Linked DNA regions of Mus musculus: all the other regions are linked to region 6. The links are chromatin contacts, called in public HiChIP or PLAC-seq maps. All regions are on one chromosome and are shown on one strand. The core of a region is the stretch at or near the end of the contact, and the rest is flanking DNA. Distances in the headings are between cores, read along the strand shown.

What was found. HiChIP or PLAC-seq counts read pairs in DNA pulled down with a chosen protein or histone mark.
Region 1: a contact with region 6 is called in an H3K4me3 HiChIP or PLAC-seq map of craniofacial prominence, with 6 times the contacts expected there. The contact joins the enhancer-like site here to the promoter of Sox9 in region 6. A contact is called at or near these places in 9 of 39 promoter capture datasets (3T3-L1-derived adipocytes, embryonic stem cells, frontonasal cranial neural crest and 4 more), 22 of 484 Hi-C or Micro-C datasets (the C2C12 cell line, the C3H10T1/2 cell line, Sertoli cells and 16 more), 18 of 115 datasets of contacts at active chromatin or transcription factors (cardiomyocytes, craniofacial prominence, differentiating embryonic stem cells and 13 more) and 4 of 9 other capture datasets (adipose tissue, embryonic stem cells, liver and 1 more).
Region 2: a contact with region 6 is called in an H3K4me3 HiChIP or PLAC-seq map of craniofacial prominence, with 9 times the contacts expected there. The contact joins the enhancer-like site here to the promoter of Sox9 in region 6. A contact is called at or near these places in 11 of 39 promoter capture datasets (the 3T3-L1 cell line, 3T3-L1-derived adipocytes, cranial neural crest and 6 more), 11 of 484 Hi-C or Micro-C datasets (MC3T3-E1-derived osteoblasts, the STO cell line, cerebellum and 7 more), 5 of 115 datasets of contacts at active chromatin or transcription factors (craniofacial prominence, embryonic basal ganglia, embryonic forebrain and 2 more) and 2 of 9 other capture datasets (embryonic stem cells and embryonic tail).
Region 3: a contact with region 6 is called in an H3K4me3 HiChIP or PLAC-seq map of embryonic basal ganglia, with 4 times the contacts expected there. The contact joins the enhancer-like site here to the promoter of Sox9 in region 6. A contact is called at or near these places in 6 of 39 promoter capture datasets (the 3T3-L1 cell line, cranial neural crest, liver and 2 more), 6 of 484 Hi-C or Micro-C datasets (the N1E-115 cell line, embryonic stem cells, nephron progenitors and 1 more) and 11 of 115 datasets of contacts at active chromatin or transcription factors (astrocytes, embryonic basal ganglia, embryonic stem cells and 5 more).
Region 4: a contact with region 6 is called in a FOXA1 HiChIP or PLAC-seq map of pancreatic cancer cells. The contact joins the enhancer-like site here to the promoter of Sox9 in region 6. A contact is called at or near these places in 9 of 39 promoter capture datasets (the 3T3-L1 cell line, cranial neural crest, embryonic stem cells and 6 more), 9 of 484 Hi-C or Micro-C datasets (the N1E-115 cell line, cerebral cortex, epidermal suprabasal cells and 4 more), 17 of 115 datasets of contacts at active chromatin or transcription factors (acute myeloid leukemia, a colorectal cancer cell line, craniofacial prominence and 14 more) and 3 of 9 other capture datasets (adipose tissue, embryonic stem cells and pancreatic islet).
Region 5: a contact with region 6 is called in an H3K4me3 HiChIP or PLAC-seq map of embryonic limb bud, with 5 times the contacts expected there. The contact joins the enhancer-like site here to the promoter of Sox9 in region 6. A contact is called at or near these places in 12 of 39 promoter capture datasets (the 3T3-L1 cell line, the C10 cell line, cranial neural crest and 8 more), 1 of 15 datasets of contacts at CTCF or cohesin (the NIH/3T3 cell line), 2 of 484 Hi-C or Micro-C datasets (embryonic stem cells and forebrain), 16 of 115 datasets of contacts at active chromatin or transcription factors (craniofacial prominence, embryonic basal ganglia, embryonic forebrain and 10 more) and 2 of 9 other capture datasets (embryonic stem cells and pancreatic islet).

What each region holds. Positions count from the first base shown.
Region 1 is chr11:113,043,713-113,048,382 of GRCm38.p6, forward strand. 2610035D17Rik (RIKEN cDNA 2610035D17 gene) reads right to left here. Exons shown (of 3, transcript NR_015556.2): 3 at 194-1,448. Among named protein-coding and RNA genes, the nearest start is that of Gm39467, 88 kb to the right of the region's middle. Within about 2 kb of position 2,664, at least 71 of the 459 cell types and tissues checked have an H3K27ac peak or open chromatin away from gene starts, as enhancers often do. A contact at or near this core is called in cortical neurons, craniofacial prominence, embryonic basal ganglia and 5 more, where this site is marked.
Region 2 is chr11:112,410,069-112,414,931 of GRCm38.p6, forward strand. No RefSeq gene overlaps it. Among named protein-coding and RNA genes, the nearest start is that of Gm39461, 260 kb to the left of the region's middle. RefSeq lists an enhancer at 1,797-3,599. Within about 2 kb of position 2,598, at least 9 of the 459 cell types and tissues checked have an H3K27ac peak or open chromatin away from gene starts, as enhancers often do. A contact at or near this core is called in craniofacial prominence and embryonic limb bud, where this site is marked.
Region 3 is chr11:112,500,436-112,505,097 of GRCm38.p6, forward strand. No RefSeq gene overlaps it. Among named protein-coding and RNA genes, the nearest start is that of BC006965, 210 kb to the right of the region's middle. Within about 2 kb of position 1,581, at least 61 of the 459 cell types and tissues checked have an H3K27ac peak or open chromatin away from gene starts, as enhancers often do. A contact at or near this core is called in the N1E-115 cell line, astrocytes, embryonic basal ganglia and 7 more, where this site is marked.
Region 4 is chr11:113,101,135-113,105,852 of GRCm38.p6, forward strand. The region is part of intron 1 of 2610035D17Rik (RIKEN cDNA 2610035D17 gene); the gene reads right to left. Among named protein-coding and RNA genes, the nearest start is that of Gm39467, 31 kb to the right of the region's middle. Within about 2 kb of position 2,252, at least 64 of the 459 cell types and tissues checked have an H3K27ac peak or open chromatin away from gene starts, as enhancers often do. A contact at or near this core is called in cerebral cortex, a colorectal cancer cell line, embryonic fibroblasts and 4 more, where this site is marked.
Region 5 is chr11:113,117,859-113,122,744 of GRCm38.p6, forward strand. All of the region lies in intron 1 of 2610035D17Rik (RIKEN cDNA 2610035D17 gene), which reads right to left. LOC115487747 (a long non-coding RNA gene) reads right to left here. Exons shown (of 2, transcript XR_003949613.1): 2 at 832-4,886. Among named protein-coding and RNA genes, the nearest start is that of Gm39467, 14 kb to the right of the region's middle. Within about 2 kb of position 3,548, at least 13 of the 459 cell types and tissues checked have an H3K27ac peak or open chromatin away from gene starts, as enhancers often do. A contact at or near this core is called in embryonic limb bud, where this site is marked.
Region 6 is chr11:112,778,991-112,783,704 of GRCm38.p6, forward strand. Sox9 (SRY (sex determining region Y)-box 9) reads left to right here and starts at 3,220. Exons shown (of 3, transcript NM_011448.4): 1 at 3,220-4,025. The coding sequence starts at 3,595. RefSeq lists an enhancer at 1,261-2,049, a cis regulatory region at 2,826-2,840 and a promoter at 3,042-3,549.

The DNA of each region.
Region 1 (4,670 bases), core at 1,414-3,913, 260 kb after region 6:
GAGTTAGGAACACTATTTCCTACTGCACAAGGGCCTGCTAGTCTGGATGCTACTGTCCCTGGCATCTCTGTGACTGCTGAGTGTGTGCTCTAAGTCTGGGACACCACAGCCGACTACCTGGGCAGCCCCTCTAACCATTCCTACCGTCTTCTCCACTATCACTTTAGAAAAGACAACATTTACAGAGGAATTTATATAAAGGAATTTATACAATGCAGAGGCTGCTTAGGGAAGGAGGAGGTGGGAGAAGGAGGGAGGAAGAGGAAGTCTGCAAGCCTTCTTAAGATCTCAGCAACATTAAGCATCCTCAAGAGGTCTTCTCTATTCCACCATGGAGAATCAAAGAGGCCAAGGTCAATGCTCCACTTTAAAGTCACTGAAGAGCCATACAAACACACCAGATAGAGCACAAGGAAGCTGGGATTGTTTTATATAAACAAACTGTCCATCCATTTTGCAAATAAAACAGCTCAAACATCTTTGAGTGTAGTCGAAAAGGGGGAATCAAGGCATGATTAGGAAGGATTTCCAACTGTACACGTGGGGTCATAGAGGAAAGGACCAGACAAGGCTCCAGCTCCCATCGGATGGGTGTGTCATCAGCATACAGTAGAGGAAAGAGGTCCTCAGGAGGCACGACCAACAGAGCTCAGACATGAAGCCCTTGGATAAGCTGATCTCCGATTGCAACCTCCGAAGAGTGTCTTCAAAGTTCCTTGCATTTGTGTCACAGAAGAGGGAATGAAAAGTGGGTTCCTCTCTGCCTATCCAGACATACGCCTGCGTGTGATCCAGTGCCGGCCCTCCTCAGCCCCCCTGCTCAGGCTGCTCCTCTTGCTCTGACCTCCAAAGAGCCCCTGGGACCATCCAGGCAGATCATGTATCACTCTGGAGTCTTGTGCTGCTTCCAGGCCGGGTGCCACGCACCGAGTCTGACCCCTCTTTCCAAGGAACAGAAATAAGAATCAAGATCCCATTCAACCCAAGTGTGGTTAACTATTCACCCTGTATCCGGCTCAAGGATGATAGAGCAAACAAGAAGAATCTCTGGGTCCAGAGGCGAGTGGGCACAGGAGGCGGGGTCAGACAGGGAAGGGTGCGGTAACTGGACAGGGACAGAGTGAGGAAGAGTGTCCTGGGTAGTGGCAGTACCCAGGACATGTTTGCCACCAGACAGTAGATGAGCTGAGCTGGTAAGCCTTCCCCAGGCCCAGAGACGTATGTCTTTGTTCATTCAAGTCAAAACAGACTATTCCTTCCCAAATGCCGGCACAGTCTAGAAGTGTTTATATTCTCCAACATAATGTTCCGCAATTGAATCCAGGGCTCTAGTGTCTCAAGAGGCAGCCAGATCTCAGGCAGATCCTGAAGGGAGGGCCAGGGTCATGTTCTCCATGGTTCCACAGTTCCTGATAAGTAGCATGGATAAGCAGGTCAGTCTCCTCGGCCTGTGGACCAAAAGACAGCAAGTGTTAGACGGTGGCATGCTCTCCTTTCGCAACAGTGCACTCTTCCTACTTTATTCCCCAGGATTCTGGTTAGTACTGCCTGAACACAGGGCATAGAATTGTAGTCAAGGAGCTGGAGAAAGAGAGGCTTACACCTGGCTCTGGGGAACTCCTTGCACACTGGATCATCCCCAAGAAGCCTGATACACACACACACACACACACACACACACACACACACACACACACACCACAGGCACATACACATACATACACACACGTCCATGGCCCCAGAACCACAGGGTCTAGTTCTCTATAAAATGGCCACAGCAGCCCCCATGCACCCAGACTGTGGATAACTGACTCAGAATGGATAGGGGTCCCTCAGGGGATGGCACAGAACACCTCCCAGTCTGAGGGCAAACAGATGAGGGCAGATTCACCCTCCTTGAAGAGACTTCCCACTTGTCACCATCCACACTGCTGAGCAGAAAGTCAGAGTCCCCAAGGGGAGTGCCCCACTTCAGTGCTGACTTTGCGGGGCCACTGGAGGCGGTGTAGGCCCATGAAGGGGACTGCTATACAGGTCTCAGACTCAGCACGCATCATCAACCCAAGATGAGAACTGTGGGCAGGCCATCCATAAGCGCCCTGAGGAAAGAGATGCTTGATCCAAACATAAACCAGTCAGATAAGCACCGTCCTTGTAGGCCATGGCAGGGGTCTACAGGGGTCTCATGATCAAGGCCTCCTTGGACAAGCAAAAGCCAGGACATCAGTAACCGACAGAGTGTCCAGGGAGTTTGGATCCTAGAAGCTCAGCCTTCCAGAAAGGTCTTCTAGGCAGGGTGCAGCATCCACCATGATGCCCAGGGATAAGTGGGATGAAGGGGTGACAGCCTGGGAAAAATGCCTGATGAGGTTTCCTTGTAGGAGAGCTGGGGATGGGGACAGTCTCAACCGCAGAATCACAAATAAAATAAATAAATAAATAGAGTCCTGCAGGTGACCCCAAATCAAGTAGTACATTTCATCTGGGACAGGCCAGTCCCTCCCCACACACCTTTTATTTGGACACAAAACCACACCAAATAAACCCAAAATTCTCCATGCTCCCTCGTTCCTTCTCTCCTTCCGTACCAGCCTTGGGGCTGTTTCCTAGAGCCTCACAAGCCTTTTCCCCTGGGAGACAGGCCACGCAGCTGGCAAATTAATTGGCAGTGACAGGGCTTCCTTCCGGTTGCTCGGCAACGACGTGCAACTGACAGCAACGGTGCAGAGGGACTGCCATGAGGAATTTACAAAACAAAATCCGAAGCAAAACACACAGGGCCCCAGACTATCACCCTCAAAGGGCAGAACTAGACAAGGGGAGGGGGTGAGGCAAGGGGTGGGGAGGAAGTGGGGCTAGAGCATGAGAAAGTTCTCCATCCCCCCCTTATGCCCCCCCCTTATCCCCTCACCAAACTGTTCCTACAGCCTTTACCTCTGCCAGGCCAGAGAGAGAGAGAGAGAGAGAGAAAGGGGTGTGGGGACTTAGAAGCCTCGGTACTGAGAGGTGACTGGGAAGGTTGATGAAGCTCGCTGTGCAGAAAACAACAGTATCTGCAGGGAACGAACGCTTCTCCCCGTGCCGTGGGTCTACTGGCAAAGCCGCTCTACCCAGGCGGAAGTCTTCACGTCTAAGGCCCTCTCCCCTGGCCCTTTACACTGGACTGTCTTTCTATCTGTTCTATGACAAGAGTAGACAAGCCACACACCACATGGCCTTGGCCCTCATCTCTGATTTGGTGTCAGGTTTTGAGACAGGATCTCGCACTCTGAAGTGGGAGCCATAGACTAGCCTTGGACTTCAGGCAATCTTCCTGTCTCTGCCTCCTGAGTCCTGCGATTACTAGCACCAGTTGCCAGGCCTGGCTTCTGGTCTCTTTTAGAACTTCCATGCATAAAGCAGAGTACATATCCAGTCTATGTACAGGTTGAAGCGTTCAGTGGAAAGGAAAAAACAAGGAAGACATTGAAAGGTGCTCTCCCTCTGGTCCCTGTAACCTTGCATGGCAAAAAGAGCTGGTGGGCATGGTGATGTCAACAGTCTGAGACAGGAGACGGACCTGGATAATCAGGTTCAGCCCTCGGCACCATCACCTATGGTCACAAACAGAGGCAGGGGATGGGACGCAGGGAAGAGAGGTGTGAGACTGGAGGGGAGCACTTGGCTGACTCAGCTCGGCCGTCCTGAGGACTGAACAGAGAAGGCAGTGGATTCTCCCTGGAGTTCCAGAAGGAATCAGTACTGTAGATACCTTCGCTTCAGGGCACTATAACTGGCCTCAGATTGCACCGTGTCTGCCCATACTTCCACAGAGACATGTTTAACCATACAGTCATGGACCCTGGAGCTTCAGATACTCCAGGCAAGCATCACACCACTGGGCCAACCTCCCTCCAGACCCACAAACATCATCCCCAAAGATTTTTCCAAGAGGGCACCAGAGTGAGGATACAGGTAACAGGAAAGGTGAATTTATTCCTAGCAGCAGGGCAGGATTTAGCCTTAGAACGTACTAGCCGGTATCGGGAGGCTCAGTAAGAAAAAGGCAGGCCTCTGAGAGTAACAGAGGCAGGCTGAGCTATGAAGCTGCAGGCTGTTAAATGACAGCATTTGCTAGCAGGGACTTGGCCAGGTGGCCTAATCTCTGGGGGTTGGGGGGGGGGAAGCCTTAGTTTTGTCATTTGCAAAATAAAGATAATATCATCTGCCTTACAAAGCTCTCAGGATTAAATGAGATAATACACAGAAACCACCTGGAGAATGGCAGATGCCGAAGGAAGGAGCGGTGATACGTAGGAAAGTTTCAGCTTTCAGACTTGAGTCAGAGCCGCTGCTTCTTGCCATCCTCAGTAACCTATCCTATCCTTTCTAGTTGTTGATAGAACTCTGACTTATTTGTTTGTTTGTCTTGCTGGTGTGGTGGAGTTTGGACTACTGTGCAGCAAGGCGTAGCTATGTAAGAGCTGGCCAATGAGAGGCAAGCAAAACTCTTGGGGGGGGCACTTCAGGGCAGGCTGCTCTAGAGGAGCTTGAAACCAATCTATCTTTACTTCGCTCTGTTTTAATAAGGACATGAAGGCTGGTGCTCTAGCAGCCATAGTGGTATCCTGGAGACACTCCTGTCCTGTGATAGTTAAAAAAGGAAACAGGATGGAGGTGGGGCTGGATCC
Region 2 (4,863 bases), core at 1,348-3,847, 370 kb before region 6:
TCTAACGATTGTTCACCCCTCTTCCAAAATGTTCCCTGTGCCTCGAGAAGAAGGCATGTGACCTAAATGGCTCCTCTGTGGCTAAACATGCTAGTGACACTTACTCTTTGCACTCTGACCAGTTGTAGATTTCTACATTAACCACCAACCCAGATCACAGAGAAACGTCTCTGATGAGGCCTGAGAGCCACACTGATTTGTCAGTAGAGAGAGATGAATGTAAGGGACAGTTTGCTACTCTGTTCATTTAGTAGAGTCATAGTAGTAGATTCATTTGGGGCCTTTAAATTTCTCAATGGTGACTCCTGGCTTTAGAGAACAGGATGTGCTTCCTGTTATGGACGGGTCTTAAATCCAATCAGAATGTTTGATTACCCTGATAACTCTGATGCCACTCTTTTATCCATGGGTATATCTTGCCATGCTAATCTTTATTGTAGCTCATAGAGTTTATGGCTGGATAAGACTTCTCCTCCAACAATCTGCATGGGATTTCCATGCTATGGAAACTAGAGACCAAGGACAAAGCTTGTCCCTCCACTGTGGCCAAAGCATAACACTGAGAATGCTTGAAAAACCCATAAGAAAATCCACTATTTTATAATTTTATGTTTTCTAAATGCATCCATATATGTTCATATAACTGAATCTAGTCAGAAACAAGCCCTTCTTTGTTATAGAATAAAGAAATAGTTTTTCTTTTAAAGCAAGTAAGCTTATGTTATTTTTATAATTTTCTTGAGATGTACTACATAGTACAAGTCACTAATTTGAATTGCATAATTCCATGAGTTTAGACTATTAAGGGGATTCTGTTAGCAACAATCACTACAATCTACTTTCTATCATATTCCATAACTCCAACAAAAAAGCCCGAAGAATTTCAGCTGCCATCCCAAACGCCACCAACTCTACCTCTAGCCATAAGCAACCCAAGTTCTTTCTGTCTCTATCAACTTGATTATTTTTGGACAGTTTGTGAAATGAAATTAAATCACATATGTTATGACTGATATCTTTTATTTAACATAGTATTTTTAAAATTCAGCTATGCTAACTGATACTTATTGTCTCTGCAGCTGTTTGATATTCTAACGTATAAATGTATCACCCTTTGCTTACCTTTTCATCAGCTGATCAACAACTCAGGTTTGATGTTGCTGTGCATCCATGTATAAACTCTCTATGTGGACTTGTGTTTGTCTGTCTCTTTCAGAAAGAGGTAGAATTAAAAACAGGCCAGTTTCCCTTCTGATATGGGTGTACCATTACACATTCCCCCAACCTAACATGGGATTTAAATCCTCTACAGTCTCACCCATACATGTTAGAACCCACACTTGATTACAGCGAACCTCTGAACATCTCACTGTGCTTTGGGTTTTTGTTAGCTTGATGAATGACAGAAGGGAGCTCTTTTTTTTAATGCTGGTTCAACATCCATGTATTTTCTTTGCAGAAATATTCAGGCAGCTCTCCCATTTTTAATTGGATTATTTGCCCTTTTATAAGTGTTTAAAAAGATTTCTTTATATAGCCCATGTGTATTTATTCTATCACATATATTATTGGCAAATTATTACCATCACCACAGAACAGAAATGAGCCTTCTGATACAGATTATAAATGAGGCATTATATTCTGTAGATATTAGTTTTTATATACTACTTTAAACCATATGTTTAAAATCAGGATTAAAGTCTCAGCAAAAGTAGACTGATGTGAGGCTAAGTACCTCAAAATATGTGTGTGTGTGTGTGTGTGTGTGTGTGTGTGTGTGCGTGCACAGAGAAATACTGCTGTTTAACCCGATGAGACTATTGCAGCTTTGAGAATCTTGTTTTGCCAATTCACATACCACTATCACATCCTAAAGCCTTGAAAGGTATCTGGCCACAGGCTGTAACAATTAAAGTAATGCTCTGTGGTGCAGAGAAAATGTTAGAGATACCAAAATATCAAGGATCACTAGAGGATTCGAAATCTCTCATCAATGAGCTACTTCCAAAGTCAGAAGCTCACAGACCCAGAAGATATGCAAACACTGGCTCATTAAAGCTCTGGTCTGGGTTATGTGCAGAGGATTCAAGCACCATTCACTGATGGTATTAGGAACATCAAACAATTTCATTTCTGAGACTATACCAAGAAAGAAAAGGATGTCATTAGACCACAGAGCTCAAAAAGCATGGTTATCCATGCCAAAGAGAGTGCGGAGTTAAACTGAGCTGCCCCTCTTTTGCTCTGATAATCCCAGCTCTGGTGTCTCTCTCTAACCTTACCTTATATTCCAGGGCTTTCCAGGAACCATGGATGGTGAAGGGCTTGTGAAACAGGCAAGTCCTTCTCCACTGAGCTGAGGCACAGATCCTGCATAGAAAGAGCTGGGAAACATTAGCTTGCTTCTGGTCTGGCCATAATGAAAATAAATGAGGGCTTCAATTTAAAGTCGTTACTAAAAATTTGTTCTTTCCTCCATTCTAATTCTGAGCTCCACTTGCAGCTAATTAGAATGGTTCCCAGCGTGGTCTCCCAACACAGAGCTAGTGTAAACACCGACCATCTGAGTTTCATTACAATAAAGACATCAAATAAACAGTGGACCAAAAAACAGTAGTTTGGGCATGGCTCATTACAGCACAATGCAGTTAACATTCCTCATTCCTGAACTAAAAGAAGCCATCAGGAAAGGGAGGCCAGAGACCCAAAGCTTTCTATCCTTATTAACGATGGTATTGGGACTGGGGGAATTATTTTTTGCCATTAAAATTTTCTGGAGAATAAAGAGGGATTTTTTTTTAAGCAAGGAAAGGAAAAAAAACCGAAGTGTTCTCTGATTCATGTTGTAAATGAAGAGAAAAGGTAATTATTTGTTTTGGACTGTTCTTTCTTTCTCCAGTTCCTCATAAGACTATTTACAATTTAAATAAGGAAAAAGAAAAAGGAAGAATATAGTGTCCATTAATCAGCTTAGGGCTTTTATTATTCATCTCAGGTACAAACAAAGCCTTGGCAGGGTAGGCCAGAGGCCACAACAATGTGACCCCTGATATTCAGAATTTTTTTCGTTTTTAAGGAAAGGTATATTTAAATGTCACTTGTGTTTTCAGACATGCTAGTCAGCCCATATCTGCTTCCTAACATTTGGAAATGTTCATTATGAAAATGGTTATTTTCAAGGTTTATCTGCAGCCTTTTGGCATGACCTTGGAGTCATCGAGAACTCTTAAGATCTCCGTTTGTAATATTTAAGGCTGCTTTTAGGCAATGATCAGAGTCTGAAGACGTTTACTATATTTGACGGACAGACTTTGCAAGAATGGGGTCTCCATGTTATTCTCTGTGTGCTGTTCTTCATCCTTTCCTTTAGTCCACACCACAAGCAGAAAACATTGAAAAAGGGACGCGGCCCATTATGACAGAAATGGAGCACAAAGATTGTTTCTAGTCTGTGCTTTTTTTTTTTTTTTACAAATAGCTGCCCCCATTTAGGTGTGAAAACTCCCTTATGACCTCTACTACTTTATGTCTATACAGTTAAGGGTTCAGTCTCAGCTCTTCCTCAGACCATGATGTTCCACTAGCCTGTAAATCGCAATAAAAGAACCTTGTTATTTTCTGATGATTTAATGCACCAATTGCTCTTCCCCCAGTTTGAAGAAAAATCCTGTCTTTTCAAATCTTGTGTGTACCCTTAAACAGGATACAGGTGCCCGGTTACTCCCCATCATTGCAGGCAAAGCAAGTAGATTCTATCAGAATCCCACTATGCCAAGTAGAAGAACATGAATTTGTGTGTGTGTGTGTGTGTGTGTGTGTGTGTGTCTGTGTTCAGTATGTGCATATGGATCATCCAGTCCCAAGGTTGATCCCCTGGAAGCTGAGACAGTTCCATCCACAGAGCCTGCGGTGGGCACATCTGGTAGTCCGTTGTTGAGGTCAGTGGGGGGACAGGCTCCGTTTACTAAGTCTTTGCTTGATACCATGTGGTGTTCAGTGTATCAACAATCTTCAGTCTCACCACAAAACCCTCTAATGATTTACTTTTCAACTGTCCTGAGTCCATCAAGCCACAGGAAAGCCCATTCCTTTTGTTATGTGCTGAAAAGATGACAGTCAAAACACAGACAGAAGAGAAAACACCCAGAGGAACCCAGGATTCCTGCTGTTTGCCCACAGTAGCCACAGCTGAGCTTATAGCATCAGAGAAGACACTAGCCAGGCTGCTTACTTCCTGTGACAGCTTTCTCTAGAAATGACACATGTCAAGACTCAGGAAGCTTTTGCATGACAGGCAACATAAATGGGGGGGAATGCTATGAATTGGAGCATGTTGATAATTAGATCTGAAATATCGTGTGTGTGTGTGTGTGTGTGTGTGTGTGTGTGTGTGTGTGTGTAAACGTGTACTCCTGTGCAGCCTCACATGTGTACACAGATGCATTCACATGTTGTATGAATGGCTGTGTGGGACAAAGGACAATATCAACTTGGTTTGCTTTTATTATTGTTTTTGTTTCCTTGATTTTTTTGTTTTTTGTTTTAGTTTTGATTATGTGATATATTCCTGTTTGTGTGCAGGTACACACCCATGAGTACAACTGTCCACGGAAGGCAGAAGAGAGTGTCAGATTTCCTGGAGCTAGAGTTAGAGCTGGTTGTGTGCTGTTTGACATTGGTGCTCAAATGCAAACTCTGGTCCTCAATAAACACAAAAAATGCTCTTAATACTGAGCCCTCTCTCTGGTCCCTGTTTTGGCATGTGTTTGGTTTGGTTAAGACAAGGTCCTATGCTGGTCTGTGGTTTGAAAAATAGGCTGTGCTGGCTAACTTATTGTCTCCAGTTCCCCAGGGTTAGGATTA
Region 3 (4,662 bases), core at 331-2,830, 280 kb before region 6:
TCCACGTCTTTGTTCAGATGTTAAACAGTCACCCTGATGATTCCTGCCTCTAAGGATAAACCCCAGACATCATGTCTTCCTACCAAGAAATGAGTACAGTTCAAATTAGATCTTCTTCCACTACAGTGTTATGTCATCCCAGCAATGACATAAGCAATTAATATGGAAGCCTAGTGAGAAGGGGGACGCTGTGATGTAAGGCAACGGCATACCTGTGGTATTCAGAAAACACATAAAGAAAACAAAGGGCCCCTCAACACTGGCCTTGCAAACTGATTCCCCTAGAACAATATTGAGCTGTGATCTCTGACTCTCTAAACTGCACACCTGACGGTTACAGCCGTGCTAAGAATTCCTTTCTGGGAACACCATCTTCTATCAAAAACTTCAGAAGTTATCTGTAACTTCCTTGAGAGTCAAGTCATAAAGAGTACACATGGCAGACCACAGGGCAGGTGCTGCTGGGAAAGGAAGAAGTCAGAGACCGGAGTCCCACTCTCAGAGTAGCTGGCTCTTCCACCCTGCCCTTCTGCCCTGCTATACATACCCACCCAAGCTAGCACCACACTCAGTCCAATCAGAATGTGGCTGCCCCCTGCGAGCCCCACTAAGCTGTAACCACACTGGAGAGACTCCTGCTTAGAATGATGAACCTTTCTAGACCCCTTAGATCAACAGCACACTCATAGGCTGGAGTGAGAATGGGGGCCCAGCTAATGCTGACTTCCTCAGTTGTAGCTGTCCACAGAACTCAGGAGAAGGAAAGGACATCGAGGGCAGTGAATCAAAAGGTCCAAACTCAGTTTTCAGGCTATTGCTCAGTGGCTGAGTTCACACCTAACATAAGCAAATCCCTAGATTTAATCCCCAAGGAGACCACCATCACCAAAACAAAACAGCAAGAACATCACATCCAAAGGCAAGTTAGCCTGCTAGACTATCAACTCCATGCCTCCTTTCTGTGGTAGTCAGATGGGAAACTATTAGAAACTAAGCCAGTCGCTACTGATTATAATTTTAACGACCACTGAGAAAAAAAAAATAACTCAAAAGATGATCACGGGTTTTTTTTATTGGTATCAATAGGATCAGAAACTATTTAAAGAAATAAAAACAACACTGCCAATAAAGTCCTAACCAGGGTTCTAGAATGCTTGGAAAGACTTTTATCAGGAACCTTGAGGAATGGTTGGAGCTCAGGAGTGGGGCAAAGAAATCACAGACTCTGGGGTTTGTTTCTTTTCAAAAACAAAAAACAAAAAGAAAGAAACTAACAAACCAGGACATTGGTGATGCAGAGCTGTAATACCCTGCAATATTCTATTTTCAAAACAAGACCGAATCAACTCCAGCTCCCTAAGGGAATCTCTACTTCCCATCCTTGGGGCTGCCTCAGGAGGCCTGGCATTTCCTCCTTAGGGGGAAGAGCAGGCTATACAACAATCGAGCTGTGGCTGGGAGCGGAGAGTGCCGGTTAATTAAGGCTGGATCTTTTATTCTCCCAGCAATTCAGCTCAGCTTGAATGAGCCCCAGAGCCCAGTCTGTGGTGGGAATAGCTCTCTGGGCAGTGAGAGAATCCAGGCTCTGGGGCTGACTCATCAACATGACAATAGCCCCCAGGATGCACTTGGTCTGATGTAAGGACAAGGGTTAGGGAGGAGGGGATGAAAGCCTGCAAGCCCAGAGTGCCCACCGCTGACTGAGGCTACTCTGGTGCACGGAATTTCTTCCCTCTTTCTTTCTTTTATAAGAGATGTTTGCTAATTGGTAGAGCTCAGAAAACAATATACCATTAAGAATCTCTTTCCTTCTTCCCCCTCATCTCCTCCCTCCCTTTTTAAAACTCCCCTCCCTTCCCCCACAACCTACTTTTGTTCCAGGGGTTTGGATGAAGTCTTTTTGTTTTGTTTTTTTCTCTTTAGCATGAAACTTACAAGCAGAAAGTAAATAAAGAAGAGTGTGACAGTTGGATTTTTCTGTCTAAGGGTTTTCAAAACTTATATTCCCTTTTAAGAATCTTGGTCCTGCTACATCTAATTCATAGGGTCACCTTACATGCAGACCCCGAAACAAAAGTGCATGGGATGCACTGATAGGAAACGTTTTGGAGAAGTGAATCCTGGAAATTAGTCTGATCTGGTCATTTTTCCCTTCCTCATTTATTTTTTTAAATCACAAGAACCTATTTAAAGTGAGAGCAATAGATTCATTTCAGTTAATGGGATATTGATCAAATTGGAAACCCAGAGAGGTAATTCTGATTGAGTCCAGGGATAAATGGGTGCTGGCAGGCTTTGCCAGCACCCCAGAAAGTGATGGGGGAAACCTTGTCCTCTCCTACCCTGCCTATGTCCCAATTTGTTCATCTGCCCAAGGATAGGAAGGAACAGAGAGACTTTGAGGTGGATCATAATTTTAATAATTCTATGACAGCACAAGATGCCTGTCTTCTACCTTTAAAATGTAATGTTTAAATGTAATGTTTTAGAGCGATAGTTCTCAACCTACCTTAATGCTACAACCCTTTAATACAGTTCCTCATGCTATAACGACCCTCCCAGATTATTTTCTTGCTACTTCATAATATAACTTTGCTACTGTTGTGAATTATAATAATATCTGAAATGCAGGGTATCTGAAATGTGCCCCCGCCCCCGAAGGGGTCACAACCCACAGGTTGAGAATCGATGCTCTAGAGGAAGAATTCTGAATGATTTTCCTCAGTGATATATGTACTGAACCACAGCTCCAAACACACGGGCTACCACTGGCTCATACACACTGCATCCTAAGAGTCTCTGGAGGGGCACACCACAAACACACACACACACACACACACACACACACACACACACACACACAGGATCTGGAGGAGGAAGGGGAGGAAGGGAGAGGAGGAGGAGGAGGAAGAGGAGGAGGAGGAGGAGAAGGGAACTCAAGAATGCTGACCCACTCTACTCTCTGACTCCAAGATTCCCTCAGTCTGCCTCTTTAAAACCAGTGGACAGACTTGTAAAAGGCTGAAAACATTTCAGGTGAGTCCTGAAATAGGTTCTGGATGTTGCTCTGACCATACCTAAGACTCCACTCTTCATCCCTAAGCTTTACTCTGTACACTAGTCATTGATTCTTGCCAGCTCCAGGGCTTCCTACCACACTCTGTAGAGCCAAGCACAGTGCCTTTACATGCTATTGAACAAAAGACAAAACAGCTCTGGAGAGTGCCAAAGTGGCACTTTCCCCCAGAATGGAAGAATGGAATGGGCATATTCCTTCAGGAGTTGCTGCTTACATAGGAAAGCACACTGAGGAGGGGTGGGGTGCATGTTTGAACATTCTCAGTTAAAGGTCGGAGTTCACGTCAGACACATTTTTTGTAATATTTATTTTTTGAATTTTTAACACAACTACATTATTTCCCCCTTTCCTCCTTCCAATCTCTCTCTCTCTCTCTCTCTCTCTCTCTTTCTCCATGGCCTCTTGTTTTTAGTGATTCTTATATATTCCTGTATATATAAATTCAGCCTGTTCACTCCATACAATGCTACTCATATTCATATGATTTGGAAACTGACCAGTTGGTGTTGGATAACCCACTGAAGGGGCATACTCTTCTCTAGGGAACACTGTTTCTCCTGTTCTCTGCATTCCTCAGTTGCCCGTAGTTATTCTTTGTCCAGGGTTGAAACCCCATGAGATTCCCCTGGTCCATGTTAGTGTGTCTATTGCTGCCAGCCTTGTTCAGGCCAACGTTAGGCAGCCGTGTCAATGAAACTCTGTGAATGTAGATTCTCTCTGATATTTCTAGGAGACACGGTCTCACAGAAAACTCCCTGTGCCTCTGGCTTTTGTTGTCTCTCTGCCCCCTCTTCTGCAACAATCCTTGCATCTAAGGTGCAGAATTCGTGTGGGAGGAAAGGGAAGTTTCTTGCAAAGGGTGAGAACTACACATATATATGTGGGATTAAAGAGAAATATATAGAATGCAGTTCGGAATTATGCTGATTTAGTAAAGTGACAGTTGTAGGTTCTCAAAGATCCATGATGTCTCAAGATTTGGGAAGTGATGCAGGTGTCTAGTACCTGGCATGATTTTCTTCTTGATGAGATGGCCTTACATCCAATTAAAGAGCTAGTGGTTACTGTCAAGTTATGTGTGCCGCTCTTAGTGGACTTTGTTGTAGTTCACAGACTTCAGAGCAGGTAGGACTCTTGGTTGCTTCCCTCCCTTGGAAGCTTGCATGGCGCCTTCAAGAAGGACACGTTTTCTATGATCAGCTCAGTTTCAGAAAGAGGATGTTCACAGAGGTGAAATGGGGGACTGGATAGGTGATGTAGACAGTAAGGGCAATTGCTGCTCTTCAAGGGCCCTGAGCCTATTACCTAGCACCGAGGTTAGGGAATACATGAATGTCTTAAACTTGAACTCCAGGGAATACAATATTCTTCCGAACTCTGTGGGCACTGCACTCACATGCACATGCCCATACACAGATACTTCCTTTGCACACAACCAATCATAAAACACATCTTTATTTTTAATGTGCATATGGAAAAACAAAAATAAAAACCAGGAACAGCCCTTGGGCATGCTCAGTGCAGGATCATGCACTGGTGGACAGAATACACTGGGCATACTCACCTTGATGTTAGAATGAGCC
Region 4 (4,718 bases), core at 1,002-3,501, 320 kb after region 6:
CCTTTCGACCTGACCTACAGGGATTCACGTAGCCTCTGGGTCCCGGGACACTTTCTGTCCAACCGGTTTTGCCCATTAGTTTTGTTTCAGGAAGGATTGTCACCAAGGAGATGTCCTAGTGTCAGAGGCAGGAGGGAAAAAGAAACCCACCTGCAGTCAACCATTAATCCCTTAAACCAAAGCCTGGCAGCAAGTTCCAGCCCCTGAAAGGCTGAAAGGACAATGTTTTCTGTCTATCATAAGTCAAAAAAGAAATAAAAGCCCACTCAAGGACACTAGAGCTGTGACCACCATCCACAGGGGAAGCTCGGCCAGAGACATGTCCCCAGAGGTTCTGTATATTGCCCAGCCTTGGGAAATTGGCTTGACGTGTGTTTTCCTTTTCGAAAAGAGCGTGGCAGGAAGGAAACAGAAAGCAGAGTCTGTGATTAAGAAAAAGGAAAAGTGGTTTTTGAATGTGATTCAGGTCGCTCCCCTGTGACCCAAGGAGCCGCAGGGCACATGCACCTCCTACCAGGGCAGCGCTGGCCTTCTGTTTGCTATGCCCACAACGTGGCCGGCCGGCCTTCCTATCAGGACCTCTATGGAGAGGTGGGTGGAGCAACGCCAACCAAGCCCGGTTCCTGGATGTTAGCTTAAGCACTATGTCCACAAGCATTTGGGCTGTTCAAGAGGAACGGACACAGTCCTGACGCTAGGAGCCCTCTTATAGAGCAAGAGGAAATGACGACTTCATCTCTTCTAGGAGGAACCTCACAGTGCCCTGGGGAACTATCCACACAGACCCACACTACAGACAGATGGACTTCCCGAGATGACAGTGGACAAACAGGAACTCTAATGGTGGTTTGTCATTTTCAGGAAGGTTTGTTTTCCTTAAATAAGCATCGTGCTCAATGTATGCAGCGACAGCCAATGTGATCTCCCCAGCCAAGCCATGTCCCCAATCCACATACCACATTGGCCACCCTTATCCCTGCCCCGTCTTTTCACCTAATTGTTCCTGGTGTGGACTCTGTATTTGTCTTATTTTTGCCTTGGTTATCTATGGAGATGAAATATTTTAGATGTTTGTGGGTCCTGACTAAACCAGGAAATTGGGGACAGCCAGAAAGTTGTCTCTTATTGAGAGCATTGCAGGTGGGGAAAAACATACCATTTTCAAAGAGAGCCAGGTGTGTGTGAGCACACATCTGGCGTACCGGAACTTTGGGAGGCTGGGGCAGGAGGAGCTGAAGTTTGAGACTACTATAGGCTATACGGCAAGTGTAAAGCTAGCCCGACGTACATGATGAGAACCCTCCCCTCCCCATCTCAAAGAAACAAAGGGTCAGGTTATAGTTCATGGGTACAGTGGCTGTCAAGCATGTCCAACACTAGCAAGCAAAAAAAAAATTAAAAGTCTTGTATGCACAGAAGAAAGGCTTAATGACTTTGGGATGGTTAATGGGGAGAAAGAAAGCTGTGTGCAGTGGTCGGGTTGGCTCTGCACGCTCATACTGCTGAAGAGCTCTCTCCCTTGCCTTGTGTGTTACTCATGAAGCAAGGGAGCCTAAGGAGCCAGTGAAACAGGCAAAAGTTCTCAGAGCCCTGAGACTGATGCCTGGGAGAGACTCAGCAGGCTGCATCGGGCTGGCCTTACCCCTCTGAAGTCAACTATAGATGGCCAGCCCACCTGACCATGTGACACGTGGGCACATGCCAGATGAACAGGAACTGTAGCCACACACAGAACGTCTCATGAAAATTGCGTGTCTGAGCCATGACTGGAAGGAAGATCATTGAGAAAAAATGTATGGATTGGCAGCCTATTCATCACAATGTTCCCTTCTTCCCATGGTTGAGCTCATGAGAATTCTTGCTGTCCTGGGTGGAACCAGAGGCAGGAGCTAGACAGACAGATGCACACACGCATGCACATATGCACACAACATAGACAAACCCTTGTGTGCACACATGACCTTTCATGTGCTCAGGACATATACATTTATATATGCATACCACACACACACACACATACACCACATAAGGAGAAAATCCATCACCTTTGATTTGCCTGTCTCATCCTGAGAAGCTTGGGTGTAACCCCTGGGAACGAGCTCTGAGGCCACACGTGGATGAAACTCCTTGCCCGGTGACAATGACGTCATGTCTCCTGGGCATTGGCTCCCTTGGGAATGTGTGAGTGGGTCCCCTGGGGCAGAGAGCAACTGCTCCAGGGGTGATTCATAAGTGCTGCTCCCAACCCTGTACAGTCCTCAGCCTCTCTGTGGAGCTCACATCCAAGGCTGCTGTGTGCTGTAGACCTTCCCAGTCATTGCTCTAAGCAGAGCATTTGGTGGGCAGGAGTGGACACTTGGGGCCACCTTGTCTCCATCCCTGCCCCTCTCTTCTGTCACACTCCCCACCCCCAAAAAAACTGGGAGAACAGATCGAGGTGGGGGTGACTGAGGCAAGAAAAATGTTCCCTCTGTTGAAACCCATGAATCACCGCTCACTCGCTCGGGTGGCCTCCTTTAAATCAGAATGACACCTGTGCTTACTCCTACACCCCAGCCCTCAGCGCTGCTGCTCCGGGAGGGTCTTGGCTACCTTACCTCCTCTCTATGACAAAACACAACGAGGCAGAGTACCAGCCAACACGTGCAACCACAAGGCCAAACTCCTACTTCCCATGCATGGCTGTGTCTATACAGGTATCCCTCTGGTAGGGAGGGGGAGGGGTGGGGATCAAAGACTGTACCTCCCCCACCCACTACTGTTCAAACATCCCAGTGGGATCCCTGCTCCAGGAACCTATATGATGCCAGGAGTAAAATATGGGATTTCTAAGAAAACGCATTAGCATCATTGTAAGAGCTCTCCAGTTGAATGCTCTGTCCAAGATTCTATCAAAAGAAAAATAACAGAGGGGGCAGGGAGACCACTCAGTGGGCAAAGAGCACTTGGTACACAAGCATGAAGACCTCTGGTTGAATCGCAGCGCTCACATAAAAAGCTAGGTGGACATGGCTGCGCATGCGCCTTTAACCTCAGGGCTGGCCGTGGAGGATCCCTGGGGGTTGCTGGCTGCCAGTCTGGCTATAGATTCATTGAGAACCCCTGTCTCAAGAAATAAGGCAGAGAGTAATGGAACAGGACACCTGATGTCCTTTCTCTCGCTTCTTGAAGGGAGGGGGATTTTTTCCCCCTTTTAATTTAGAAGGTGAAACTAATTGTCAGTTCAGCCAAACAGGTTGCAGGTTGGTTCTGGCCCTGAAGCCTGTTTGACAACCACTGATCAAGAATCCAATATCTAAAAGGAATCTCTCTGAGAGTTTTCGTTTGAAAGGAATATAACCATCCCCATAATAACGCGTCGGTATATGAACAGATACAACTCTGGAAAACTTGGCATTCTCAGATCAACACGGGAGAGAAGCAAATATTATTGTCCCTGACTTCACAGACCTGAGACTTACGAGACGACCGTGGGTTTGCCAACTTCCCATAGGAAAGACTTAAAGCAAGCGAGTCTGACTTTGGAGACACAAGGCCATGGACATACATCACCCTTATTGGGGTATCAAGGAGAAGTGGGTGGCGAGGAGGGTTCTGAGAAGCCACCATCACTGTGCTTTGTGGAGTAATTTGGAGAACCCTCCCATCAGAAGAGCCCCCACTCCCACCTCCTGTGGCAGTTCCTCCCCCAAACATTTGATTCCATGGCTCCAGGGCCCTCCCAGGAGGGACTGGCTACTATCTGTGAAGTGACACTCTATGTGGTGAGCCATGAAACTGAGGTCAAGGGGGAAGTAAGCGCAGAGGCACGTGTGAGCCCGAGACTGCTGGTTTTAACTCCAAGGGATGGATGGGCCCACTGCCCAGAGAGGTTCTCACCCAGCTTCCTCACTAGGGCTCTGTCTCATGTGTTCCCATCACACCGACCCTTGGCCTTCCGATAGTGCATTTCTGTCCTTCCTCAGCCTCCACTATCCAGGCTAGATACAAACTGGCCCCCATATTGGGTGTCCCTCCTGCTGCCACCCAGACAGGATTCCACTCAAAACGGGGGCCCCAGGGAAGAGAAATGGGCGGTGGCTTTTGGTTTTAGGCCCACTGCCTGATTTCCTTTCCAAACCCTGGGCACCGAGGCACCTCTGGGCAGAAGATCACCCTGCCTGGCTGCCTCCAGCCCTGCCACGCCCAGAGGAAAGCTGTGGGTCCTGGACAGAAACCCAACAAGAACCGGGGACAACTGTCTGGTTCAGCAGCCCTCTGCCCTCCAGACAGGCACGCAGGCTTCCTAATCCTCGGGACTTTAGGAGAAGAAGGCCAGACCTCCTGGGCACGCGCTTGCTCTCTCAGAGAGGCTGCGCAGACAGGAGGCAAGCTTTTCATCATGTAAAAAGCACTTGGCTTTATCCTCTCTCTCTGCATCCTGCTAGCAATTTTGCATCCGGTTTGGGAATTCCAGAAACATCTGCAATTGTCTTTTGTCCAACCACACGTGTGCAGGCTGAAGGGCTCGGTCATGTTACTACCTGCAACACCCAAGACACAGAAAAGCCCGGCCACCACCCTGCAGGATCGCACCTGCCCCCTCCTGCAGAGACTGGGCACTTCTCAGAAGCACGGTGAGGGATGCCTGGATGGGAGGAATGGCTGGCACTTTACAAGTCTTCTAATAACACAGACAGCACCAGCCCGGCACTACCCCCACCCTGGCTTTGTGTGGC
Region 5 (4,886 bases), core at 2,298-4,797, 340 kb after region 6:
GTCTCATAGGAGGATAAGCCTGGGTACTGTGGCATAGTCAGGATAGCCATTGTTGGGGCAGGATCTGGAAAACCTGGGTAGTTATGGGATCCTCAACAGAGGCTATATTGAGTGAGATTAAGTGTTTAAGAATTAATGCCTTCGGTGTTAAGATTAAACTAAAGACTCAGAAGGCTCTTGGGGTGGTGAAGGGGACCCCAGCCTGTACCTCGGGTGTCCCAGTTACTTTTCTATGTTGTAATAAAACACCAGGACAAAGGCAACTTATAGAAGAAAGAGTTTATTTGGGCTTACAGTTCCAAAGAGATAAGGGTCCATGTGGCAGGCAATGGTTATAGCAGGCAGCAGAAATGGCAGTAGAAAACGGCCAAGAGCTCACAGCATCTCAAATCACAAACAGGAAACAGATGGAATGAGATTGGGAAAGGTGTAGGGTTTTCGAACCATCAAAGTCCAACCACAGTGACACGCCTCCTCCAACAAGGCCACACCTCCTACTCCTTCACAAACAGTTTTACCAACTGGGGATCAATCACTCAAATATATGAGCCTACAGGGGCCATTTCTCATTCAAACCACCATATACACCAAGATGTTGGCCATTTTCCCTGTTTATATTTATTGTACTCATGTTTATACTTCTTCTGCATAAACAGTGGCGGGCATCATCACAGGCGCTTTACTATGAATAAGGTGGTGAGCCCCAAATGCCATACCACACATTCACATTTAAATATACATACGCATACATCTACACACAGATAATCTAACCTAAGATCATGTTTGTCGATATCACTTCAATTCAATTACTGTCTCGGTGGTTGACTTGAGTACATACCTTAATATTCTCGTGAAAAAGATATTTTTAATGATATAATGAATGACAGAGTTAAGAAACATGCATAAAGCACTGTTTGTGCCCAGTAGGATGTGCTTGGTTTGTAAGAAAAAGATTCAAGGACTGTTGTCATCAAAACCAGCTCCATCTTTGCAAAACCAGCTACCTGTTTGGCTGACCTGGAACTCAATCTGTAGACCATGTTGGCCTCAAACACACAGAGATCCACCTGCCTCTGCCTCCCAAGTGTTGGGATTAAAGTTGTGTGCCACCACTGCCTGGCTATCAAATACCAGTTCTACATAAAGAAAATAGATAAACTATGGCGTTCATACCTGGGTATCTAGGAAATACACTCCCATAATGAGTTAAGAATGCCTGTCAGAAATAGGGATTTTTTGACTACTGACACAATTTGAGCTTCAATTCATAACTAGACGTTTAGATGGATATGAGTTCATATCCATCATCACGATATCCTTGGCTTTGCTCGACTGACCCACTTTTGAAGAGCAACGGTCATGTGAAAGAATGAAGGATGGGTTGTCACCGTGAAGTAACGTGGAGAATAGGTATTTTTTTCAAATGACCAATAGAAGATGTTTTATAACCCGGCACAAGTAGACTACTCACTTAATAGGCAAGGATGACTGAAAGATTATTAGTGGAACAGAATAAGAAAGTTCATTCAAATAGTTTCTAATTCATACTGGAAATAGGGACACGGCTAATTTAGTGGTCTCTGTCTAGTGTGCACGAAACTCTGGATTCCACCCCCAGCACTACATAAGCTGGGTGTGGAGGTACAGTGAGTGCCTACAATCCCGACAAGCGATCTGAGGTTCAAAGTCATCCATGGTTATATAGCAAGTCTGAACTTGACCTATTTGATACTGTGTCTTAAAAAAAAATTCCTACTACCTATCTCTCTACAGATAGGATGTAGAAGCAGATAATAGAATCCACCATTTTCTAATAAGTCAGACAATACAGACTATAGCAAAATGTTTATTATTGTCTTTTCAAAATGAATGAATACATATGTCTTAATGTTAGTTCTAATTTCTAATTAAATAAAGATGAACAGTAAGAACCAGTGTATAAAGGTTTTTTGGGGGGGGAGGGGGTGTAGAGTGGTGAGTTGGTGCTTGTAATTTACATAAGGTAATACACAGATGGGAGTCCCAACATCTGAGAATTGTGCATAGCAGTGGAAGAGTAACAACGGGGGAAAGACCCACAGGACGTTCCTAAAGTATGGAAAAAGAGACCATAAAAGGCATGGAGAAATAATGTCTTTGTTTTCTTTAGGTTTTTCTAATTCCAATTCTGACTCTTTGTCCTCAGTGACTACTGTATCAGATGTGTAGAAAATGCTTTAAATTTCATCTAAATAGTTCTTCTCCTCAGACTCTGTTAACTCGTTTCTAGAGGGCGTCTGGCACACTGTAGCTCGATGCTTACAGTAGTTAGTTCACTTAGCGTGAGTACGGTCTCATCACATCACAGGGAGGTTTGCCTGGTGGTCAGAAGGCCTCCCCACAGGCTGGGAGGTAGCTCAGTGGGTAGAGGCTGGCCCTGTAGGGCTGAGAACCTGAATCTGATCCCAGGATGCACAGATGACCCAACAACAGACAGCTGAAATAGCACACGCCTGTAATGCTAGCACTCCTAGGAGGGGTGCGAAGCGAAGTCAGGAGAATAGAGAGAAGTGGAAGTTCACTGGCCAGCTAGCCTGAAGCACAAAGGAGAAAAGAACGGAGGTCCTGCTTCAAGCAAGGTGGAAGGCATAGACTGGCATTCAAGGTTGTCCTCTGACCTTAAGACACGCACACATCACACACACACACACACACACACACACACACACACACACACCTTTCTTTTCTAAACACCTCCTAGCTGGATAGAGATGCATGCAATGCAAAGGTGAGCATTTGAAACCCATCCTTGGTTGAAGTTTATGATCATCTAGATTCCTAAAATGGAATTAACTTCCTTTGGAAAAGCCAAAGACTTACCAAGTTCTCCTCAATTAACATGTTAATTGACCGCTTCAATTAACATGTCAATGAAAAGCCGTAGAAGCTGGGAAAGTGGTAAAAAAACATAGCCTGAGCGTCTGGGAGGGGGGCCTCTCTGCTTCAGAAAGAATATTAGAACCTCGAATTTATTTACCTTTCTTGAGCAGGGAAGAGAGTCATCACAGCAGTGCTCCCGCGCCATTAGAAGATGCTAAGAATAGTCTTTAAAAACTCTTAAAGCCTGCTTGGTCTTTGGTCACCTTGCTCTCTCTGGGTGGCCCGAGCAAACTAATTCTGGGATTTCTGTTTCTACAGCCATAAAAAGACGCTAATGAGCATGCCCAGGGGAGCAGGGGGAACCAGAATGCTAAGGACGAAGAAGGCTGGCTCTGAGAAATTTCGGGAATGGGCATCCGAGATTTCAGATGATCCAGCGACCTCACCTAACATAACAGCAGGAGGAGGAGACACCCTGCAAAGCTTGTCCTCTCTTGCTTGGAAGGTCTCCAGGAGCTGTTGCAAACCACTGCTGTTGACAGACAAGGAGCCCCAGCATCCAGCCTTGGGCCCCTTAGTCCAAGCCTCCAGGACCTGGAGGCGATTTCCTGGTCAGACCTGAGGCACACAGACCCCCTTATGAGGTTTTCCATGCCACCTCTCTGGGCAGCTCTGGCAGGCCAGCATGACTCCCTTGGGCTGCATAATTAGCAGGCCTCAAGTCGCCAGGCCTGGTATGCTGCGGTTGCCCCCAGCCCCCTTCACAGTGGCGCCATTTCTGCCCCGCTGTGCACACAACCCGCCCTTCCTCTCCCCTCCCCCATGCCACCTCACCAAGCGTGGGTCCCCACACTCTGCACTGCCGTTCTACTCCAGGCCACCCTCATCCTGACATGTTTCCTCATCTGCTGGCACAGGTAGAGTGGGCCCCGCACGGCGCCCCTGTCACCACCTCGGAGCCAAACTTTGTCTCAGCTCATTTAGAGATTTCCCAAGCAGGGATGGGAGGAGCACAAGAAATCTCTGTCCATCAATTTGAAGTGCTCTTCTTTCCCTCAACATCCATCCTTGGAAGGTACGGTTTAAAGAGGTCATTTAGTCCATGCCCCTGCGTTTGGAGCGGCTGTCTGCCACCAGAGAGCTGACACACAGTCTCCCCCGCATTCAAGTACATCATTCGGTTGCCTACAACCGAACCCAGTTGATCCTGTGAGGTGTCATAGGACCCACACAACCAAGCATTCTATGCCCGTCTCTCTGTCACTTGGGGGGCCGCTCTTCTCAGGCCACGCTGACACCTTCCTTTCAGCCAAACCCACATGATGCCTTCTTGGAGCCAGCCTGCCAAGAGCCAGAGACTTATACACACCAGTGGCTGGGATTTCCATTTTAAGGACTAGGCGTGAGGCGAACACTCCCTTTGTGCTCCAAAGTGCACGTTCAGCTTCAGCAAGGGGGAAGGATTTTTTTTTCTCAAGCATAATAAAAAAGTTCTATGACTTTAATTAAATGCACTTATTAAAAAAGGGTGAAATATTTGGAGCGACTGTTTCTGTGCTGGAGGCATGCTGGAGAGTGTCTGCATCCGCCTGCTCTAGGCCATTTTTAATGCACAAATAAATCCGCACCTGACGTGCTGACAGATTATTATGCAGTGTGGCAGCCAACAAAAGTAAACACAGGGGCAAGTTTTAACCTCTTGCAGGCCCATCGCTTTCCCCGCTGGGCCCAGCTCAGGTGTACATACAGGACCATCGCTGGCAAAGCCTTTTCTTACACTTGGGCATCCTCCTATCCTGGAACCCGAGCCTGGAAATAGGAGGCTATGATTCCGCCAGGCAGTCTGTGGGGCAGCACCAGCAACAGGGTAGGAGACAGAGAGGAAGATGGACAACACATGGTGTTCCTAAGTCCCCTGCCTCCTGTCCTGTTTATAACTACAGCCAAAGAGCCACAGGCTCCCACACTGCAGACCATCACAATCTGCCAGCAGGGCCCTTAACCGATCTCTAGACACCAGAGCTGGC
Region 6 (4,714 bases), core at 1,970-4,469:
TTTTTCCCTTAATTCTTCATGTGGAGAAAATGCAAGTGACTGAGCCTTCACACCCTCCCTCCTGCCCACCAAGAGCTGGATTCTCTCTAGGTCTAGCAGTACTCCTGAGCCCTCTCAACACACACACACACACACACACACACACACACACACCACACCTACCCCTGTCCCCATTTGGACTGCTAGGATCTACAGGCCTCTACCAGGAAAATTGGGCCCTGCATTGCTGGAGGGAGAAAAGGTGGGAGGAATCCTAGATGAGGACTTCCCAAGGTCATCTCTTGGGATCCTCTAGTGCCTCTGTGTTGGGAAGCCCCTTTCATCTTAGCCTTCAGTCTTTCCAGCCCTCATACCCAGGAGGCTGCAGACCCCAGATCATCCATCCACCTCTAGGCAGGAGGGTACAGCTAACACTGAGCAGCAAGACTCACATTCCCAGTCCGTAATCGAAACACAGTCTGGACTCGGGATGCTTACCCCCTCCCTACCTCAAGCCTGAAGAATAATGCAAGACTTCCAGAATCAAGTCAGGAAGGAGAGTCCTGGGTGACTGAGTCAAGTCACAGCGGACTAATCCCCTGAAGGGCTGCTTGGGAGTGGACTTTACCTGTTCTGGAAGAAATGCCAGCCCAGCCACTCTTAAACTGATGGTACCTAAAGGACAGACTTGGCCTGATCTTGGCACACCTGATAACTCTTGGCACCTGGGGAACGAGCAGAGTATTCCCCCTTCCTCTCGTTCTCCAGGTTGTTTGTGAATGAGAACAGTGAGCATCTACAGTGCTTTTCCCACCCCAATTCCCTGTAGACAAGCACTTCCCAGGTCCCCCCTAACACAGTGGTATCGGCACAGGAAAGAATAAAAATAGGAATTCCTGTAGAGATAAGTCTCATCTTGGAAACAGAACTGACCGCAAGCAACACGCTACTGCCACCTCCCCCACCCGGGCCCCTGCTGGTCCACCTCAAGGAAAGTTTTCCAGCAGTTTCTCAAAGTTCCAGACCAGTTTCTGGGCTTTTGGCGCCCCCTCTGGATGTTGCTGAAAATTGCAGTGTAATTTTCATGTCAACTGTTTTTTAAAAATAGTTTCTCCCCGAAAAGATCAAGAATATAAACACACTTTCGTGGAGGCGTAGAAATATGTAAGAAGTTTCACGATTTAAAATGTCGCAGCACATTATATCTCTCCATATTTTGTATTAAGGGTATATTTATAAATGGATGTATTCATGAACAAATACTTAATAAAATATTTCAAAATGCCCTAAGGCCACTGTCGTTTTCGTTGCCTTTGTGCCAGAATACGTGATAATTACAACAAATTACAACTGGCTGTTTTAATACATCTGACAGTGGCCCCTGGTCTCTTCAAATACCTCCATCCCAGAACATAGAAGTGCGTCTACACGAACAAAACCTGGTCCCCTACTCTGGAAAAAAAAAAAAAGATATATTTTCCTACACGTTGTGAGAATAATCGGAGCTACGAATATATGGCTATTGTTTGTAAATCTCTTAAACTCGTAAACAGGCTACAGGGTAGTAGAGACATGCAATGCTAGGAACATTCGTTTGAAAAGAAACTTCGACTGAACAGAGTTGTAGCTTGCTGCTATCACGAGTTCCTTTCCCCAAATAACAAATGCCCACTTCGGAAGAAAACGAGAGGAAAACGAGCTTTTCAAAAGCATCCCAAAGAAAAGATTCGTTTATGTCTAAGTGTCCACACTTAGCAAATTAGAGGGGAGGAACCTGTCTTTGATATGATACAGGCCGATTCGCTTTATCAATAATTTAGTAAGTTCAAAGCGAAGCTTTGCAAGAATCAGAAAGGGGATGTTTAAATGAAATTGTTTATCTTTTTTTTTTTTTTACACCGTTGTGAGTTTGTTTGTGGTTCCGAGGGCATGTCGCCCGGTGGCAACTAAGATTTTTATTCGTTCCAGAAAAGATAATTCCTCCCTTAGCCAACCTTGCTCTAAGAGTTTGAGTAAACACGCAGCTTCGGCTCCAAGCACTCTTAAAGTGCAACGGACACCTAAGTGGCCTCCCCCAGAACGCCCACCTGTGTGCAGGTCTAAGAGGACGCAACTAAAGTCCAGACGCCTAGAGCTTCGCCCTCTTAGGTATCTGGTAAAAGGAAGGCCCAAGCAAGGGAGCCACAGGGCTCCGCCAAAGTGGCCCGTTTTGTCTGGAGTCTCCAGTCCAAGTCAAGGGCCTTCTCGGCCTCACCGCCCGGCCCTGCCACCTTTGCAAACTTCGCCCTCAACCCCGGAGTAGTTTTGCAAACTCCAGTGGCGAGCCTGACGGTGTTTGTGACTCAGTCAGGAGGCAAGAAGCAGAACTCTAAAGTAATAATCCTGACTACGAGGGGCGTCAGAGTACTGGAGGGGCCGGGAAAGGACTTGTCAGTTCAAGGTCGGCGTGGCCCACGGGACCGGCCGCAAGAGCCGGGGACTGCGCGGTCCCTGCCGCCAGCCTTTGCCTGGTGCTCGGCTTTGGTTTTCATTGATTCCCCACTGCGGGAGCGCAGCAGAAGCTCCAGTCACCACACCAGCTTCGTTGAACCAGAGCGCGTTAATCTATTTATATGGATTATTACAGAGAACAGCGGGCGTTGAGTCACCCAAACATTTGCTTCCAAAAGACCATTTCTAAGCACTTTTTTTGGAAGCCGGCAGACTCCAGGCGCAGAAGCCCAGCTCCGCTTTGACGAGCAGCTGTTGCAATTTCCATTGCTGTAAACGCCAGCGAAGTCCCGGGTACCACGGAGACAGCATCGAAAAGTGGGGGTGGGGGGTTGTGGAGGGTCCTAGTCTAGACACGCTCGCGTGCACGCGCACACACACACACACACACACACATACACACACACACACACACACACACACACACACACACATCGGTTCACACGGAGACCGTTCCAAAACTGTGACATTCCGAGAGTAGAGAGCAAACTTACACACTCGGACGTCCCGGGTCCCCCGCTTGCCCCGCGCCCCCCTCCAAGTCCCCTCACCCCACCATCCACCCTCTGGCTGAGCTCCCCTCCCTTCTCCTCCCCTCCTGTCTCGTCACCCAACCCGGAGCCACAATCCTCCCCAGCCCCCCTTCCAAAATCCGGTCCAATCAGCGACTTGCCAACACTGATGACTCAAGAGCTAGCCGTGATTGGCCCGAGGTATCTAACGTGAAGGAGGAGTATTTATTAGAGACCCTGAGCTGGAAGTCGGAGAGCCGAGAGCGCTGCTCGGAACTGCCTGGAAACTTCTGTGGGAGCGACAACTTTACCAGTTTCAGTCCAGGAACTTTTCTTTGCAAGAGAGACGAGGTGCAAGTGGCCCCGGTTTCGTTCTCTGTTTTCCCTCCCTCCTCCTCCGCTCCGACTCGCCTTCCCCGGGTTTAGAGCCGGCAGCTGAGACCCGCCACCCAGCGCCTCTGCTAAGTGCCCGCCGCCGCAGCCCGGTGACGCGCCAACCTCCCCGGGAGCCGTTCGCTCGGCGTCCGCGTCCGGGCAGCTGAGGGAAGAGGAGCCCCAGCCGCCGCGGCTTCTCGCCTTTCCCGGCCACCCGCCCCCTGCCCCGGGCTCGCGTATGAATCTCCTGGACCCCTTCATGAAGATGACCGACGAGCAGGAGAAGGGCCTGTCTGGCGCCCCCAGCCCCACCATGTCGGAGGACTCGGCTGGTTCGCCCTGTCCCTCGGGCTCCGGCTCGGACACGGAGAACACCCGGCCCCAGGAGAACACCTTCCCCAAGGGCGAGCCGGATCTGAAGAAGGAGAGCGAGGAAGATAAGTTCCCCGTGTGCATCCGCGAGGCGGTCAGCCAGGTGCTGAAGGGCTACGACTGGACGCTGGTGCCCATGCCCGTGCGCGTCAACGGCTCCAGCAAGAACAAGCCACACGTCAAGCGACCCATGAACGCCTTCATGGTGTGGGCGCAGGCTGCGCGCAGGAAGCTGGCAGACCAGTACCCGCATCTGCACAACGCGGAGCTCAGCAAGACTCTGGGCAAGCTCTGGAGGTGAGCGCGCGGGCCGCCAGGGAGGGCTCGGTGGCTAGGGGGGACGCGGGCTGCACTCACCGACCCCGCCCCGCCTCCCTGAGCCGCGGAGTTGTGCATCCTGGGGTCTTTGGTCCAGGATGCAGGGCGGCCGGGGGCGGGGGGAGGGAGTGGCTCAGATTTTGAGAAAGTTCTTGGGATTGCTCTTGGTTATGGCGGGGGGGGGGGGAATGGGGGCGTGAATATGACTGCTTTTAGGAAGGTAGAAAGGAGTGAGGGGGTGTGCCAGCCTGGTCCCTCTGGAAAGGAACAATTAGAGGAAGCAAGCCCACCTTCCTTAGGCCAACTGCGCTCATTCCTGGGGAGATGGAGTGAAGGGAAAGTGTAACTGAGACTAGAGGAGACCCAGGCAAGAATTGGGCAAAGCTACTGAGAACCGGCAGGGGCATGGATCAACAGAGCGAGCTTCTTGCAATTTAAATGGGTTTTCGGAAAGTTTTTACTGCGTGTTGGGAGGGGTGGACCGCTCCGGTAGCAAAGGCGTTTAGAGCAGCCTCAGCAGGGAGCTATTTCCATCTTCAGGGTTTCCAAAATAGGAGGCCAGGGGAGGGGGCGGGGCGAAGAGTGACCGCTCAGGTCGACTCTGAGCACTTTTTTAAAAAGAAAAAGAAAGGAAAAAAAAAGTTCTGAGTCTCAGAGAGGGATGGAAA